Linked DNA regions of Mus musculus: region 1 is linked to region 2. Evidence: chromatin contacts called from public Micro-C data. All regions are on one chromosome and are shown on one strand. Each heading gives the region's core, a stretch centred on a gene start, on an enhancer-like site or on the middle of the called end of the contact. The rest is flanking DNA. Distances are from core to core; before and after follow the strand shown. Region 1 has its middle 66 kb from the start of Gm34596. Region 2 has its middle 69 kb from the start of Lonrf2.

Region 1 (2,700 bases), core at 186-2,685, 71 kb after region 2:
CTGCTTCATACTATGATAAAATGAAAACTCAAGAGGAGTGTCAATCATTAGAAGTTGGGGAGCTTCTGGTGCGTCATTAGGCAATATTCCTAAATATCCTTTACCTTTGAACGTGTGAAACAGTTTCTCTTGGTACATCAAGTAAACTTAGAAAAGGAAACCTCCCCCCCGCCCATCCTTCAGACTGGAGAGTGTGCCAGACCAGGTGATGCCAGCATTCCTTTTTCATAATACTCGTTAATTGTTCGTCAATGATGACCAAGTTCCCTGGTCGAGCCACACCCTGCCCCCTCTCATGAGCAAGCATCAGTAGGCATTTCAGATCTGTATCACTCAGTTTCTGGAATGGAACACAGAATCAAGAGGCACATATCTCCCTACAATATGTATTCTTGTATAATAATCTCCCTCCCATTTCTTGGAGTCTCTTCCAGCCAAATGATGACAACCAGAATCCAAACACCACTTGTGGGAGAGATGGTCTTTTATTAGTTCTCAGAAAGGACTCAATTTCCTTCCAGGCTCCTCTTTGTAAGGGGGGAGCCAGCTGATGGCTGAGGGAGAAACAAACAGATCCGAACAGTGAGAAAGTGCAATTGGACTTTGATGGTAAAATAATTACACGCTGGGACCTCCGAGCCGATTTTAGCTTACCCCCAGGAAGAATCGTACTCTTAGAGTTTTGTGATAGATCAGGATTGGGGTTTTAAGTGATGTTTTTATGTCTCTTTTGAAGGACTGGTGCTTCAGAGACAGGAGAAGAAAACAATACTTTGTTTCATATTTCTATCTTTTTTCCCTCTGAGGAATTGGTTTTCACCACTGATTTCTACCACAGAGGGGGTGTGGGGGTGTCAGGAGATGAGGCTGAGTTCTGTTTCATAGATGGAACTTGAGATGATTTAGTCTGTAATACCCCCTAGAGTGCGTCATTCTGGTACACGGCTTCTTTTCATGTAAATAGAATTTTACACAAATGATTCCAAATCCTGGCTCATTCCTTTCTCAATTATTTTTTTTTACTCACTTTTTAAACAAGAACTGAATTCAGAAGAAGGGTCTTTCTCACTGGCTGCTCACCTGCCTGCTCGCTTTGCTGATGTGGCTAGAATTAGCAGCCACTGCGCAAGGCCTTATTTCACAGGGCTTAGCTCAGATGTCGATGCAGATCATTAGCTGGTGCCAGCAGAGGCTGAGGAAATGAGTGGCCTCCAGCGCTTGTCAATTCACTTTGCTGCCCAGTCTGATGACACTCGATGCGCCTGCCATCGGGACCTGTCTGCTGCCCTGGATGATTGAGCTGTTACTGGAAATGAGATTGTGGATAGAGCTGAGGCAGGACCATCTCGCCGGAGACTGGCGTTGATGTGTATCTCCCAAGTCACTCACGTGAAGAAAAGATTACAGCAGCTGGCAGGAAGCCAAATGACAAAGACAGCCCAAGGCAAAGCTCTGATGCCACACGTTAGAGACTTGGACAGTGGCCCAATTACTATGCTGAAATCCAAGGCATGGGCTAGCTGGCATTGAATTTCAAGTTAGTTTAGGAATTGAAAGCTACTTTGTGCACACTGTGTGACAGATGTGAGGCAGCGCATGCAGCAGAGGAAGCCGTATGATCTCTCCCCAGCAGGAAGCTCTTCTTCCAGGCCTGAGCAGACAGACATCATAATGGAAGTGTGGAGGAGCTGGGCCTCCTAGAAGGAAGAGTCCAGGCACGCAGAGGAGTTCTTCCTTTCCCCTCTGGGAACACACTCTTCCTGAGTTGTGCCTGAGTCCCCCCACCTGCGGTGGTTAAAGAGCCTGCCCACATCCCCCCATTAAACAACAAAGCAAATTATCCCAGAATGCCTGGGAAGAAGGCCACCACTTAATGAGAAAGGAATGTGGGAATGTGGGCCCTGGTATGGCTTCACTGTGGCCTGAGTTGCTGCCAGGGACAAAATGTAGAAGACAGCCTGGTTGTTGGTTGCCAAAAGAACGTCAACCAGTAAGAATCCAAGGTAAATTATTATTATTATTATTATTATTATTATTATTATTATTATTATTATTATTATATTGAAATGGCATGAAGGTGACCATTCCCAGTATTTCTGTGAAAATCTCCAGTTCTCAGAAACCTTCAGCCCTAGGAAAATCAGGATAGTTGATCATGTGACTTTTAGCCATGAGTATGGACATTTGGGCTATCACAGTGCAAGACGAACAACTAAGTTTTTTAGACTTTTTTTTTTTTAATATATCAGATGACTCACTTCTTTAGCTCTAGCTACAGGAATTAAAGCAATAGTACACTGTTTCTCTGGGCATGGGTGGGGGCACCTGTAACCACAGTTCTGCAGGTTGGGACAGGAAGGTGGCAATAATAGTACAGTGTGAGCTATATAGCAAGTTATAGGCCAGCCTGGGTTACATAGTGAGATCCAGTCTTTTGTTTGCTTATTTGTTTGTTTTTGTTGCTGTTTAAATTTTATACATCTGGACGTTTTACTTGCATGCCTGTGAACCATATTCATGCAGTGCACACACAAAGGCCAGAAGAGGGTATCAGAACCCCTGGAAGTGAAGTTGCAAACTGCCATGTGGGTCTGGAAACTGACAACAAGTCCTCTGCAAAGCTACAAGTGCTCTTATCCACTGAGCCTGCTCTGTGTCCTCTTTGTGAACCAGTGCAGAGAGAATCCCAAAGTCCCTGGA
Region 2 (2,700 bases), core at 163-2,662:
AGGTCCTGGCTTAGGAGTAAAGCCAGGAAGAACTCAGGGGGTTCACAGAGAGGCCCTAAACCTGTGGGCCTCAGCAGAGAACTGGGTAGTACTCAGATCACAATTTGCCACATGTGGACAGAACACCAGGAATACATTGTAACTTGCAACATTTTAGAACAGTTAGCAAACAGCTGGATGCCCTGTTCTCAGTGAGTTAGGCCAGAGCGTCAGCAAAGCAGGTTTTGTTATGGAGGTCAGCAGAAAAATAATCGGGTTGAGTACAGCAGTATATTCAAAAGTGCATCTCCATCCAATGCTGTGGGTTGGTTTCACTTCAGAAGCAGAATGAGGAGGAAAAAAAACCTTCTTTAGGAACTTTCCAGAGCTTCAGATATGGAGGGCACCGAAGCAATGCTGCTTTTCCCTCCGCGGCAAAAGACAGGCACATGCTCTGCGCACTCTCACATCACCAACACAAAATTTGCATTAAAAAAAAAATCCTGGGGTTTGTTGTTGGTATTTGGCTTCTAAATGGAAGGGAAAAGGCTGGAAAATGGGTAAGAGTTTTCCCAGAAAAACTCAAGCGAGTCACAAGAAAGCAAAAAGGGGGCATGTAGAGGGGATGCATACGGGCGTGTGTGAGGAGGAGGGTCCGTGACACCCTTAACTAGGTCTAAAGAACAAGTTCTTTCACTTGAAGACAAGGCGAGGTAAGGAGAGAGAAGATGCAGAGAAAGTGATCCTGACCCTTTTAAAAAAGAGGAGCCTCGCAGCGGAGGAAGCAAGTTCTTATTCCCCGCCAGTAGAGGGCACTGTCGAGCAGATTTTGGCTGCTGCTTGGCAAGGGGTCTTGCAGGGAGCGGGGCTGGGGCCAGGAGCGGTGATTGCTCAAGTGGATGGAAGGCGTGTTTCTTAGGGTGCCACTCAGAGTGTATGAATACCAGGGGCGGATTTGCATTTTTAAAAACGTTATGCTAATATATTAATATCTCATAGCAACAGAGAAAAGCTGTGGGCCTTCCATGGAGTCCCCGATTCTCTCCACAAACCCTTCTGACAGGTAGCGATTTATATAAAATGCTCGGAGGAGGCTGTAAGAGATTGTGATACATATTTCATAATATTTTCTAGCACAGCACTTGATCTCACGGGCAGATTCATGAAAATGCAGTATTTATTATACAATATCCATGTTTTATTAAACCTGGTTACATAGCAAGGGAGACATTTGTGGCAGAAGCCTCAAGGCTAAGCTGGGGCTTGGAGGGGGGGGGGCACAAACTCCCAAGAGCCCAAGAAAGAAGCCAGATGTTGAATGGTATCGTGGGCCCAGGGCTCTGTCTATAACCTCCCTCCCATAGCCCTGGGGAGGCCCTAGCTACCCTGATGAAAGGAACGGGCTCACCGCTCTCCCACTGGCCACAGAACTGAGCAGAGTATTAATAACACGTTCAAAGACAGAGGCCCTCTATCTTATCAGAAGTAGAAGGGAGTCTAGCTTGTTATCCAGTCTGCCGCCCCCAACTTATCTTTGGAGCCACATGGTAGAATGCATCCTTCAGTCTCCTCAGCACTGCAAGGCTCCCATCCAACCTGCCCTCCTGGAAACCTTAGAAATCTGAGGAGGGTTTGCTTCACACAGGGCGCTGTGGGCCAGGAATCAATCGGTCTGGCTCCCCTCTGATCTCCCAGGGCTGTGCGCATGCGCATGGGGCCCCAGCAGCTGGGGTAACTCTACTCCCACAACCGTTCCTTTCTTTTCCTGGACAAGATTTATACAGCACGGTTTAGTCTTACACAGACCGACATTCCCGAGGGGAGGGGGGCTGAACTCCCATGGACCACGGCCCTTCTGCTCCCTACAAGCCAGCTTGAAGATGGAGGTTTAGATAAAGCTGGGTTGATACTCAAGGAAATGGGATTTTGTATGAGACAAGGACTCACTTTAAATGACTTGATGGATTGTGTTGACCCTTGAGAGCCAGCGACCTTGCTGCCGCTGTCCATTCTTTCCTGATGAGTTGGGTGGACAGTGTCACAGTGTAAGAGGCCCTCTCCCAGAAGACAAGCGAAAGGTCTTGAAGACCTCTTGATAGAGGTGGGGTCATGAATGGTAGCTGTGGAAAGGATGCTGAGAGAGCAAAACAGCAAATATGCATCCTTCGGGGCTTTGTTTGTTTGTTTGTTTGTTGTTTTTATTTTGTTGGTGAGGGGATTGGCCAGAGGCGTTTCCCAGAAATCAGCCACACACACTGGAGAAGCAGCTGTGCCTTTTCAACTCCGGAGTGTGTGTGTGTGTGTGTGTGTGTGTGTGTGTGTGTGTGTGTGTATGTGTAGGGTGTGCTGAGCCCACAGTGTCTGCCTTTTACTTACCTGAGATGCCAGCTCCAGACAGTCTTGGCCTGGAGGCTGATCTGAATAGTAATCAGTCTCTCCTGTCTCCCTCGCTGTACAAGAACCCAGGACACTAATAGCATCCCCAGGGAGTGCTGCTACTGGGAAGTGTCTGCTGGGTCTGTGGTGTCTGCGGCTGGGGCTCTCAGCTCACCTCATTCATCCTCCTGTGCAGCAGCTAGGATGAAAAGGATTTTCAACTTAGTTGGCAGCTTCATTAAAAGAAAAAAGGAAAGGAAGGAAGGAAGAGAAAAAGGAAGGAAGGAAGGAAGGAAGGAAGGAAGGAAGGAAGGAAGGAAGAAAGAAAGAAAGAAAGAAAGAAAG

Evidence for each region. Hi-C and Micro-C count contacts between places; a contact is called where the count stands out from the background.
Region 1: a contact with region 2 is called in a Micro-C map of the G1E-ER4 cell line, with 4 times the contacts expected there. The contact joins two enhancer-like sites. A contact is called at or near these places in 3 of 15 datasets of contacts at CTCF or cohesin (CD8 T cells, large pre-B cells and pro-B cells), 8 of 484 Hi-C or Micro-C datasets (the G1E-ER4 cell line, the HPC-7 cell line, bone marrow-derived DN2 thymocytes and 3 more) and 2 of 115 datasets of contacts at active chromatin or transcription factors (DN3 thymocytes and the HPC-7 cell line).

What each region holds. Positions count from the first base shown.
Region 1 is chr1:38,695,141-38,697,840 of GRCm38.p6, reverse strand. No RefSeq gene overlaps it. Among named protein-coding and RNA genes, the nearest start is that of Gm34596, 66 kb to the right of the region's middle. Within about 2 kb of position 1,435, at least 16 of the 459 cell types and tissues checked have an H3K27ac peak or open chromatin away from gene starts, as enhancers often do. A contact at or near this core is called in the G1E-ER4 cell line, where this site is marked.
Region 2 is chr1:38,766,148-38,768,847 of GRCm38.p6, reverse strand. No RefSeq gene overlaps it. Among named protein-coding and RNA genes, the nearest start is that of Lonrf2, 69 kb to the left of the region's middle. Within about 2 kb of position 1,412, at least 71 of the 459 cell types and tissues checked have an H3K27ac peak or open chromatin away from gene starts, as enhancers often do. A contact at or near this core is called in the G1E-ER4 cell line, where this site is marked.